Linked DNA regions of Sus scrofa: region 1 is linked to region 2. The links are chromatin contacts, called in public HiChIP or PLAC-seq maps. All regions are on one chromosome and are shown on one strand. The core of a region is the stretch at or near the end of the contact, and the rest is flanking DNA. Distances in the headings are between cores, read along the strand shown.

What was found. HiChIP or PLAC-seq counts read pairs in DNA pulled down with a chosen protein or histone mark.
Region 1: an H3K27ac HiChIP or PLAC-seq map of alveolar macrophages shows a contact between it and region 2. The contact joins two enhancer-like sites. A contact is called at or near these places in 9 of 47 Hi-C or Micro-C datasets (embryonic fibroblasts, epiblast stem cells, fetal skeletal muscle and 6 more) and 1 of 2 datasets of contacts at active chromatin or transcription factors (alveolar macrophages).

Annotation. Positions count from the first base shown.
Region 1 is chr15:107,232,140-107,237,875 of Sscrofa11.1, forward strand. No RefSeq gene overlaps it. Among named protein-coding and RNA genes, the nearest start is that of CTLA4, 48 kb to the right of the region's middle. Within about 2 kb of position 2,007, at least 22 of the 83 cell types and tissues checked have an H3K27ac peak or open chromatin away from gene starts, as enhancers often do. A contact at or near this core is called in alveolar macrophages, where this site is marked.
Region 2 is chr15:106,140,073-106,145,343 of Sscrofa11.1, forward strand. No RefSeq gene overlaps it. Among named protein-coding and RNA genes, the nearest start is that of FAM117B, 41 kb to the right of the region's middle. Within about 2 kb of position 2,614, at least 5 of the 83 cell types and tissues checked have an H3K27ac peak or open chromatin away from gene starts, as enhancers often do. A contact at or near this core is called in alveolar macrophages, where this site is marked.

The DNA of each region.
Region 1 (5,736 bases), core at 757-3,256, 1.1 Mb after region 2:
CTACTTGGCATCTGGGTTATCTTATCCCCCAGCAGAGCACTACTCCCCCAGTGGAGTCCCCAGTCCTTCAGGGGACGCCTGTATAGTACATGTTAAAATGAGCAGGATGGAATTATCACTTTGGAAATGGGACACAAATGTAAGAGGCAAAGTCAACAACATATCCCACCATACCCCACTCTTCTCTTGGTAACGAGACTAATTTTCCTTGGCTCTGCCTTTAGGCAGCCTCACCAAGTTCTTGTGGCAGACTTATTGTGTCTATACTGGATTCCCTTGACCCCTGTGGATTTGTAAAGACCCACCACGAGGTTTCAGGCAGGAGCTGTATCCACTTCTAAACTTGACCTCAAGTTAATTGTTGCAGCTTTATCAAGGAGAGGGAAGATGAACTTAGTTCATTTTGTGCCCCAGTAATAGTTGTAACTGTGCATTGGTCTAGTGGGTAAGAACATGGTCACTGGAGCCCGACGTCTGGTGTTTAGATCCCAGCTCTACCTTCTATTGTGGGATCTTCCTTGAAATTATTTAACTTCTCTGTGCTTCAGCTTCTTCACCTATAAATTGGAGGTTAATAGTAGTGCTTTACTTATTTCGTGTAACTGCGAGGGTCACCTGAGTTAACATGGTTAACACTTTAGAAAGGTGCCTGCACTCTGGAAGGCTCTGTAAGGAGGGGGGGGGGTAGTGTTTGAAGTTCTGATATTATGATTATACCTGGGAAATGTAAATTCTCTAAACTGTGACAATTAACTACAAACTGACAATGGATCACCACTGTAGAGTTGGTAATTAAAAAAAAAAAAAAAAAAAAAAAAAAAAAGAACCAAATTTGGAGGGCACACATGCACAAAGTATGGAGAGACACAGCCAGATGGGTTGAAAAAGGCACTGGACTTTATCTTTGGTCTGATGTCACAAGCCTGGAAAATGTTAACCCTTGGCCTCTTATCTCTAAATTAGAGTAACTCCACTACATTTGTTGCATTATTGTGAAGACTTATTGAGGCAAGATAAAGGTTTATACATGATAATTATGAAACACATATAAACAGTCAGATTAACAATCTAAAGTTGAGTTCCCTTCATGGCTCAATGGTTAAGGAACCCAACTAGTAACCATGAAGATGCGGGTTTGATCCCTGGCCTTGCTCAGTGGGTTGGGGATCCGGCGTTGCAGATGGGGCTCAGATTCCCCTTTGCTGTGGCTGTGGCTGTGGCTGGAAGCTACAACTCAGATTCGACCCCTAGCCTAGGAACTTCCATATGCCTTGGGTGCATCCCTCAAGAGCAAAAAAAAAAAAAAAAAAAAGTAGCCGTTTAAATTCTCGTTGTCAAAATGGATTTGATGTTTGTGACCAGGTCTTGGCAATAAAACCAAGGGAGGTTGTGGAAAACATGAAAGTTCAGAGGCTGAGGAAGAGTTGGGGTTCTCATGCTGTGCACTTGAAACAGATTCGTATCTGTCCACCTGCTAGGATGGACTGCACCAGCCTGAGGAATTTGGGCTAATTTTCATTCAGAATAGAATTTAAAACATCAGATTTCTTGAAGAAAACAGTGAAATCTGAGTCCTCCTCTATGATTATCCAACTGAAGCAGAGAAGCCACACAGCCAGCTCATGGTTGTAGCAAAGACGGGTGATAGGTTGGAGCGATAAATTGGAGCGATAAATTGGAGCGTTCGGACCTCGGGGTTAGGCTAACTAATTCTGTGAGGGCTGGAACTAGGTATTTATTCAGCAGTCTCCGTGCGCCATCTATGGGTCAATATGTTTTATTGCAATACCAGGCGAATAGGCGGTGATCCCTTCAGACACAATGCAGTCGGTTTGATTTTTAAAAACAGGTCACATCTCCCTTTCGCTTGTGAAAGCTTTTCTCACTTTTTTGGTTTGTATGTCTTTCCTTTGGTAGAAGCATTGCGTTTGGTGCCTATCTATAATCCTCTCTTTGGACAAAGGGAGACGTTTTGCCTTGAAATGTAGACGTGCTTGAGGAGGGTGGGTACTGCATGCCTGGATTCCATTTGCTAATGAGTTTCTCACAGCCAGGAAATCCTTCCCTCCACATTAAATGACCAAGACGTCATTTTAAAAATCCGGTGAGACTTGCATTTTCCCACAGTTGGCTGGAAAAGGGGATGGACCAGGAATTGGAACAATTTTTGCTTTCTACTGTCCCCATGTTTTATTCTTCGCACCAGCTGGCATAGGGAAGGCCACTGATTGGGATGCAAGGAAGCCCAAGTGTTATGAAGGACAGGGCAGGCAAGGGAAATTAAGGAGGACTGTTTGGAGGGAATGAGATCGGTTTTGGATTTTAGAAGAAATGAGGGTAGCAGGAGAGGGGGATGGGCTGGTGGAGAAGGCTGCATACCCTCTTTACTACGCCTGCAGATCAAGAGAGCCTTGTATAGAAAGAAGAAACTGGTTTTTCATAAGGATGCCCTATTTCAAGCTTTTCTTCTTTGGATTTCCTTGTCTTTGACACCTACCTCTTTCTATTCTAAGTCCCCTTGCCCTCACCCTTGTTGCGTAGGCTGGCAGCCGCATCTCTGATTCAACCTCTAGCCTGGGAACTTCCATATGCCGTGGGTGTGGCCCTACAAAGAAAAAAAATATTGCAAGCATAGAACTGTGTCTCTATCCCCATTGTGCAGTTAGAGGCCTATGGAGGGGTAAGGAGGGGAAAATAGGAAGAAAATTACATGTTTTGTATTATTAAGTTTCTTTGAATGTTTATTTAAGAGGCCAAGTTAGTGGTGCCCAATCACTGATGCATGGTAGGGCTGAGAGAGAGAATGTGCTGGATGCTCTTTTCGCAGCATAAAAATGGGGCAGGCCCTCTGGTCCTATGGGGAAAGAATGGAAAACACTCTGGGGTGGAACTTCTGTTTTCACTCCTGCCTCTGAGGGGAAAGGAAAAATGGGTGAATGTTAGGGCTGGAACTGAATCCACAAAGCAGGGTCTGAAGGAAGAGTTGGGGCTCAGAGGCTTTGAGGTGCTAAGAGGCCCAGTGGGGTAGACCAGCTGTTTAGGGCAGCCAGCTCAGTAGTCAGTGTTGGAATAGTCCTGTGGGTGTCCTGCCAGGATTATTTGGGGCTCATAGGAGAATTGCTTTGGGTTGCTGGTAGAAAGTCCTTGGTTTTGCAAAGCTAGGACAAAAGTAGGTATTGGTATTTGTATGCAGGTCATTTGACTCTTGATTGGCCACAGAGATATGAGAATGACGAAGAGGTGGGTAGGACACCAGGTCTTGATGGTTGTACCATGATAATAATATATTTCCTAGGTAATGTGGTCAAGGCGTAAGAAAGCTCATGACACCCTTGTAAATTTTAGAAAGCCCCCACAGGCTCAGAGGGAGTTGTTATGCTATAATTACAGAGTTGACTACAGTCTTTGAAACGGGTCTGGCTGACACTACGATCCTTATTTTTATAGGGAATAACCCCAAGTGTTGGATTTAGGAACAAGTATTGAGTTTTTATTGGCTATACAATTGTCTCCCCAAAGGAAACCCTTTCATTGTCAGATAACAGGTAATGTTCTAAAGCCCTCCCTTGCTAATAAATCAAACTCTTTAAGGTTTCTTTGTAAGAGCTACCCCTTAGGAGTTGTGGAGACAGTGGAAAGAGCCCTGACCTGGTAGGAGAGAGTTTGGGTTCCACTCTCAGCCTAGCCACTCTGAAGCTATATCCATGAGCAAGTCACTTCACCCACCTGGAACCCAGCTTCCTCACTGTAAGATGAAGGAGGTTCCTTCATCTGTAACATTCTCTAATTCTATGTTCCAGTGGCTGGAAGTAGTGATGTAGTTCAGCTTGGTTCTAGAGAACAAATAGAGGCTTCCCTCCAATGATGGGCTAAATGTGTCCCCCTAAAATTCATGTGATGAAACCTGAAGCTCCAGTGTGACTGTATGTGGAGGATAAGGACTTTGGAGAATTAATGGTTAAATGAGATCCTGATCCCATAGGACTGTTGCCCTGATAAGAAGAGAGAGACACTAAATCGCTCTCCCTCTCTATACCCAGAAGAAAGGCCTTGTGAGGACAGGGTGGAAGGTGGCCATCTTCAACCCAAGGAGAGAGGTCTCACCAGATACCAATCCTGCTGGCACCTTGATCTTGTGGTTTCCAGAACTTTGAGAAAATAAATTCCTGTTGTTTAAGCCCCCCAGACTATTCTGCTATGGCAGCCCAAGTAGACGAATATATCTTATCCCTTAAGAGCTAGGCTATGATTTATTGGTTTGTGGCCTCTGGGAGAGCTTACATTTAACTTTTTTTCATTGGCAAAGGAATAGCAAAATAAACTAGATTCTGGAAAAGAAGGCACTCATCAGCTTTGGCATTTATAGGCCATGTCTCCTAAGGTCCAAGTGACCACATCTTTCCCAGAGTGAGTCATGGATGTCCATGGGGTATTTTCTCTGACTCCAACCAATTCTCTGACACCAGCTGGATGTCTATAATTCACCTCAACTCTTGACACTATATACCTGGAGTAGCATCAGATCCCCAGGTTAAAGAACTGCACCCTCTCCAGATGCCAGTTTCAAGTTCCAGGCTACCTGGTTAACTAGCTCTAAATTGGAGGGTTCCTATGACCACTGCCCCCCCCCCCGCCCCCTGACAACCAGGTTTGGCAATTTGCCAGAATGGCTCACAGATCCAGGAAAACTTTGCTTATATTTACAGATTTGCTATAAAGGATACAAATCAGGAACAACCACATGGAAGAAAGGCAAAGGGCAAGTTGTGAGATGAGTGGGGTATGGAACCAGCAATGCCTACACCATCTGCAGGCGCTCTGCCTTCTCTGATGCATGGATGTATTTACCAGCCAGAAGCTCTCCCAATCTCCTTGCTCAAGGATTCTTAAGACCTTATTTCCAGTCCCTCCCTCCCTTCCTCCAAGATTGGTGAGTGGGACTGAAAGGTCCAACTGTCTGATCACCTGGTTTCTCCTATGATCAGCTCCACCCTAAGGCTATTGAGTGGCCCTACCCTAAGTCACTTTATTAGCATAAACTCAGGTGTGATTGAAAAGGGCTCATGATGAATAAAACAAGACACTCCTATCAGGAAATTCCAAGGGTTTTAGGAGTTCTGTGCCAGGAACCAGGGACAAAGAGCAAGTATATTTATTATTCTATCACAATGTCCAACATGGATCGTGTTCAGCTTTAGCTGGTCCTCTTGTTCTCATGTGGATGAGACTGCGGGGTTACTTTCTGAGCAAAAAATGAGCATGAAGTCTTGAAAGATTTTGATGTTGACTTAAGAAGTTTTCTGTGAATTCTGCCAGAATATCTTGGATGTGGGGCACTGATGACTGAGCAGCTGTGTGGACTGTAGGGAATGTCCACACTGATTTCCAGAAAGGGAGATCTACACTGTTGCCCCAAAGACCTAGATCATAGGACAAAGAACATGGAAAATTGAGTTTTTATGTCTTCTCTTCCGTGGGAGTTCCCTGTTTGGGGCATGGCAGCAAGTGGACCCACAGGGGAGAGGCAGGAGTAGGCAAGCTGCAAAAGAGAGGGACACCAAATACGCGGGTCCCTGTGTGGAGTCCTGGGATCTGAAGCCCCAGGGTGACAGCAGCATGTGTCCATGGACTTGATCTGGACCCTGGGCTTTCTCTGGGGCAGCAGTAGGTCTTGTCCTGGCTTTCTTGGTGCAGCAGGATATTGACACTACTCAGTGGGATGGAGAATGTGGGGCC
Region 2 (5,271 bases), core at 1,364-3,863:
ACAGAACTGCAAAGATGAGATTCTAATTATTTTCTATTTTGCTTTGAACTACAGTTTTCAATTTCTGATTATAGGAAGAGAAATTCAAAAATAAAAATGGAAATGATCCAGCAGCTAAATAAAATAGCCAGAAATATATGCGAAGTAATTTGAGATTACTGAAAAGATAGCAGGTACCAAAACAACTATCTCTCTTGACCTGATACTGCATTTATGCTTCACATTGTCAAATGATTATTTCAATTAGACATTTGTATTTTTAGAAGGCCTTATTAAAATGGAATATGAGTTTGTGAAGGCAACACATTGTTTTTCATTCTAGATCACACAATATATTTGTTGTGTCCTAGAGCAGAATCCACAGGACAACCGTGTTTTAAGAGTGCTGAATCACTCTTATCTAGAATCCAAGAGAATTTTTGTTTGAGGAAAAGCATGGTCTACTCCTATAAACTCTGTTTTCACCTTAAATAATGTTGTAGGGGTAATAGATTTGGGGTACCTTTTCATTTGACTCACATGCCCATTCTTTCAATATAATGTTACACGTACATTATATTGTAGGAACCCATTGGCTAATAATATTCAAGAGGATAAATAAATGTCTTTAGAGAAAATAAAGTGACCTGGAAGGAATATGTAATAATGACCTGCTAAACCTTTCAACAACAACTTACTACAAGTAAAATTACTCTCATTTACACCAATGCCTATCTGATCTGTCTTCCTTCTTCGTTTTGTTTTTGGTGTCTTTTTGTTTGTTTTTGTTTTTTAGGGCTCCACCCACGGCATATGAAGTTCCCAGGCCAGGGGTAGGATCAGAGCAACAGCTCCCAGCCTATACCACAGCCATAGCAACACCAGATCCTAGCTGCGTCTGCGACCTACACCACAGCTCACAGCAACACTGGATCCTTAACCCCTAAGCAAGGCTAGAGATCAAACACGCATCCTCATGGATACTCGTCAGATTCATTTCTGCTGGGATGGGAAGAAATGGGAACTCCCTATCTTCCTGGTTTATATACTTCCCTGCAAAGGACAAGCTTAGCTAGTAACTAATCTCCCTCTTTATTTGCTAGTGTTTCTCAAATTACAAGCCAAATTCTAGATTTGGGCAGCTTTCATTTTATTGATATAATGTATTATTACTCACTTTTTTGAAATTGAATCATTATGCTGTGCTGAGAAATACCAAAGATTCCTTCCTCCAGGAACTTAAGCCATCTTGGAAGGAGAGACGGCCCACCCAGGATGTAACCCAGGTTACATCCAAACGAGATGATATGTGAGTGCCCAAATAAGTGGTAAATGGTATGTTTTGAAGAGCCAAGGAAGACTTAAATGAGGAAGTGATTACTGAGCAGGGTCTTGAAGGGCCAGGTGGGATTTCAGTAGGAAAAATGAAGGCAGAATATATCAAGTTACTAGAAATATAGAAGAATAGGGACTTGAAATACAGCAGAACTTGAAATAAAGCAGAACATGTAGAACCAAACAGATTTTGAAAGCCAGACCCACCCAGCTTCTAGACTAGCTGTAATGGGCAATAGGGAGGCCAAAGTTTCTTGGGAAGGAAAGACCTTGATTAGAAGTAATTTGAAGAAGTTTGGGCTGAACAGATACGCAGGACGGTTTAGAAAGCAGTGATTGGATGGGGGACCTGAGAGCAACCGCAAGCAAAAAACAATTGCAGTTGTGATCAGTAAATTCCTTTTTTAAAGGGGCATCAAAAAAATTTTCTTTTTTTTTTTTTTCCTTTTTAGGGCTGCACCTGCCACATATAGAAGTTCCAGGGCTTGGGGTCAAATCGGAGCTACAGCTACTGGCCTATGCCACGGCCACAGCACTGCTGGATCCAAGCCACGTCTGTGACCTACACCACAGTTCACAGTAACGCCAGATCCTTAACCCAGTGAGCGAGGCCAGGGATCCAACCCACATCCTCATGGATACCAGTCGTATTTATTTCGGCTGCACCACAACGGGAACTCCTCAGAAAACTTTTCTGAACACCTATTCTGTAGCAAGCACTTTAATAGGAGATAAAACATACAGGCCCTCCTCAAGTTGCTCACAGTAGATTTGGAGAAAATTATAGAACAGATTATAAATTTTGTGACATTGAAAACCAGGTGTATTATAGATGCAGATGGCAAGGATACCTAATCCAGTCTCAATGAGTCAGAGGCAATTTCTCCTTTTGAGATAACTTTCCTGACTGTCTTAAAATATAAGTAGGAATTAGGAGGTGAACAATGGACTGCTAAGCAGAAATTGCAGCACCCACAAAGCCCTGGAATCTGGACAAGGTAGAGCTTTTTCTAGGGGGTAGGAGGATGTTATTTGGGAGTAGAGTTTGGAATGCTAAGTGAACGTATGGAGAGAGAAGACCCGGAGGAACCCAGGGGACCCAGACAGGACTCTTATCACAGAAGGGCTAGCATACTAGGCTGGGAGTTTGGAAGTCACGGAAGGATTCAAGCAGGGAGGTCTCAAATTAGATAACTCAGCTGGTAGTGTAAAGAATGAGTTGAGAGGAATGGAGACTGGTATGGCACTGGTGAGAGATAATGAGAGGCTGAACCAAGGTTGAGTCAGTGATAGTAAGAAAGAGGAAGCAGACTGGGAGCAGACTGGGTCAGGGTTAAAGAGGAACCTCAAGGAAATGTGCAGCTAACAGAGGGAACTGCTTTTATAGGTTTTAATATAGAACAGTTTTGATACCGTGTGTTCAAGTTTTGGTTCCAAAAATACATGCAGACACCTTTCACCTACTGTCTGGAGAAATGCTTCAAGAACAGAACCTTCCTAGGTAAGTTACACACAAGTTAAATTTGATCTTTCTGACTGAGTGTGTTCTTAGACCAGCTTGTTGCACATAGTATTGTACTGGGATATTTTGGGGGTTACCCTGACCCTGCCTTTTAAAAATGAGTGTCAAAAGCAGCCTTAAGAAGATATCCTGGGGAGCTCTCTTTTTGCTCAGCAGGTTAAGGAGCTGGTGTTGTCTCTGCAGCAGCTCGAGTTACTGACGTGGCACAGGTTTGATCCCTGGCCCAGGAACTTCTGCTTGCCTCGGGTGCAGCCAAAAACAGACAAACAAACGAAAAGATATCCTAAAGTGGTGAATGGTGGAAAGAGAGTGAGGAGGTTGTACTGATTGTAGATAAATGATCTTCCAAGAAATGCCACCCTTCTCTAGCCTGGTATTTCCCTCTCATCAAGTCCTTAACCAGCTTAACTTCCCAACACTGGAGCTCTTCCCTTCTCCTCTACTTAATTAGAAAGGAAGGTAGAAAAACCCAGAAAATATTTCCTATTCAAGGAAACAACATCCCAAGTGTGTGTTTAATCTTTTTGGTAATTGTAATAGATGGGACGGATAAGAAGTAAGTTTTCCTTTGCTTAGCAAATTTTTCACAGATTGAACCAATCAATTTATTGAAGATACCAGGGAAAATATGACATTTAAGGAAATATAAGAAAACAGCTTTTTTTTTCTTTAGATGTCATACAGAACTTCAGAATAACCTAGGTTTTTTTACGGCAAAAAATTTTTAATTTCTTTTTTTTGTCTTTTCTAGGCCCACTCCCGAGGCATATGGAGGTTCCCAGGCAGGGGTCTAATCGGAGCTGAGGCTGCTGGCCTACACCAGAGCCACAGCAACTCAGGATCCGAGCCGCATCTGCGACCTACACCTCATGGCAACGCCAGATCCTTAACCTACTGAACGAGTCCAGGGATCTAACCTGAAACTTCATGGTTCCTAGTCGGGTTCATTAACCACTGAGCCACAATGGGAACTCACTTTAATTTTTATAAAATTCACTTTCCATGACACCAGTGATGCCTTCTGGAAGTCACATCTTGTCACATTTAGAAAAGTAAAACTATAACTCAGTAAAATTTTGAAGTAAAACCTCTTATATCTATCTCCTTCTCCTACTGCATCTTCTTAGCTGAGTTTTTCAAAACCTTTCTGTGAGCAGTTTCCCTAGGCGTCTAGCCTGTCTAGCCTTTTTTTCGCTTTCTCCCCCCTCCAATCAGTTTTATACTCTGCTGCCAATCATCTTGTCAATACACTTCCTTGGCTTGCGAAGGAAGAGTATTGACCTTCTACTCTCTCTCACCCCAGCCCTGCCGCCCCACATGTGGAAGTTCCTGGGCCAGAGAGTGAACCCTCACACAGCAGCGATCTGAGCTGCTACAATGAAAGTGCCAGATCCTTAAACTCGCTGCAGGGAGCTCCCGTCTTGTCAGTACTCTCATCAGGTTGCCAATGGTTCATGCTCCTCGACCTAGAATTACAAGTTGTCTACCATATGTCAGCTACTTAACCTTTCCAGCCTTGCCTTCCACCACTTGACTCTGTAGTTTGTAGCTACTTGTTACATGTCTCCTTAATAGATTGTCAGCCTTTTGTTTCAGGGAGTCTTATCAATTTTTTTCTGTCTCTGAAGTTCTAATTTTGATTGATATGTTGATACCAAAATAGTCTTTAAAATAAATTGTGGTGCAATTGGTTAGGGATCTGGTGTTGTCACTGCAGTGCCTTGGGTCGCTGCTGTGGCACCGGTTTCATCCTTGGCTGTGGAACTTCCACATGCCGGGGGATGGCCAAAAAAAAAGTTTTTAAAGTATATTCTCAGAATTCCCTTTGTGGCGAAGCAGAAACGAGTCTGACTAGGAACCATGAGATTGCGGGTTTGAGCCCTGGCCTCGCTCAGTGGGTTAAGTATCTGGCATTGCCCTGAACTGTAGTGTAGGTTGAAGACTCTGCTGGGATCTGGCGTTGCCGTGGCTTTGGCGTAGGCCGGCAGCGACAGCTCCGATTAGACCCCTGGCCTGGGAACCTCCATGTCCCGCAGGTGCAGCCCTGAAAAGACAAAAAGACAAAAAGACAAAAAAAAAAAAGTTTATTCTCACCTAATTTCTATTAACCAGGCTTCTTAATTCATCTGACTTCTCTACATACATGAAAGTAATTTAACTGCAGGTCATTAAGTTTTTTTGTGAAATTTGTGGCACATCTTTAGGGTTAAAACTGAACAAAATGATAAGCTTAAAGAATGTGTGGATGGGGTTCCCATCATGGCACAGCAGAAACGAATCCGACTAGTATCCATGAGGATGCAGGTTCAGTCCCTGGCTTTGCTCAGTGGGTGGGGGGATCCAGCGTTGTCAGTGAGCTGTGAGGTAGGTCCCAGCCACGCCACTTGGATCCCATATTGCTGTGGCTGTGGCATAGGCCGGCAGCTGTAGCTCCA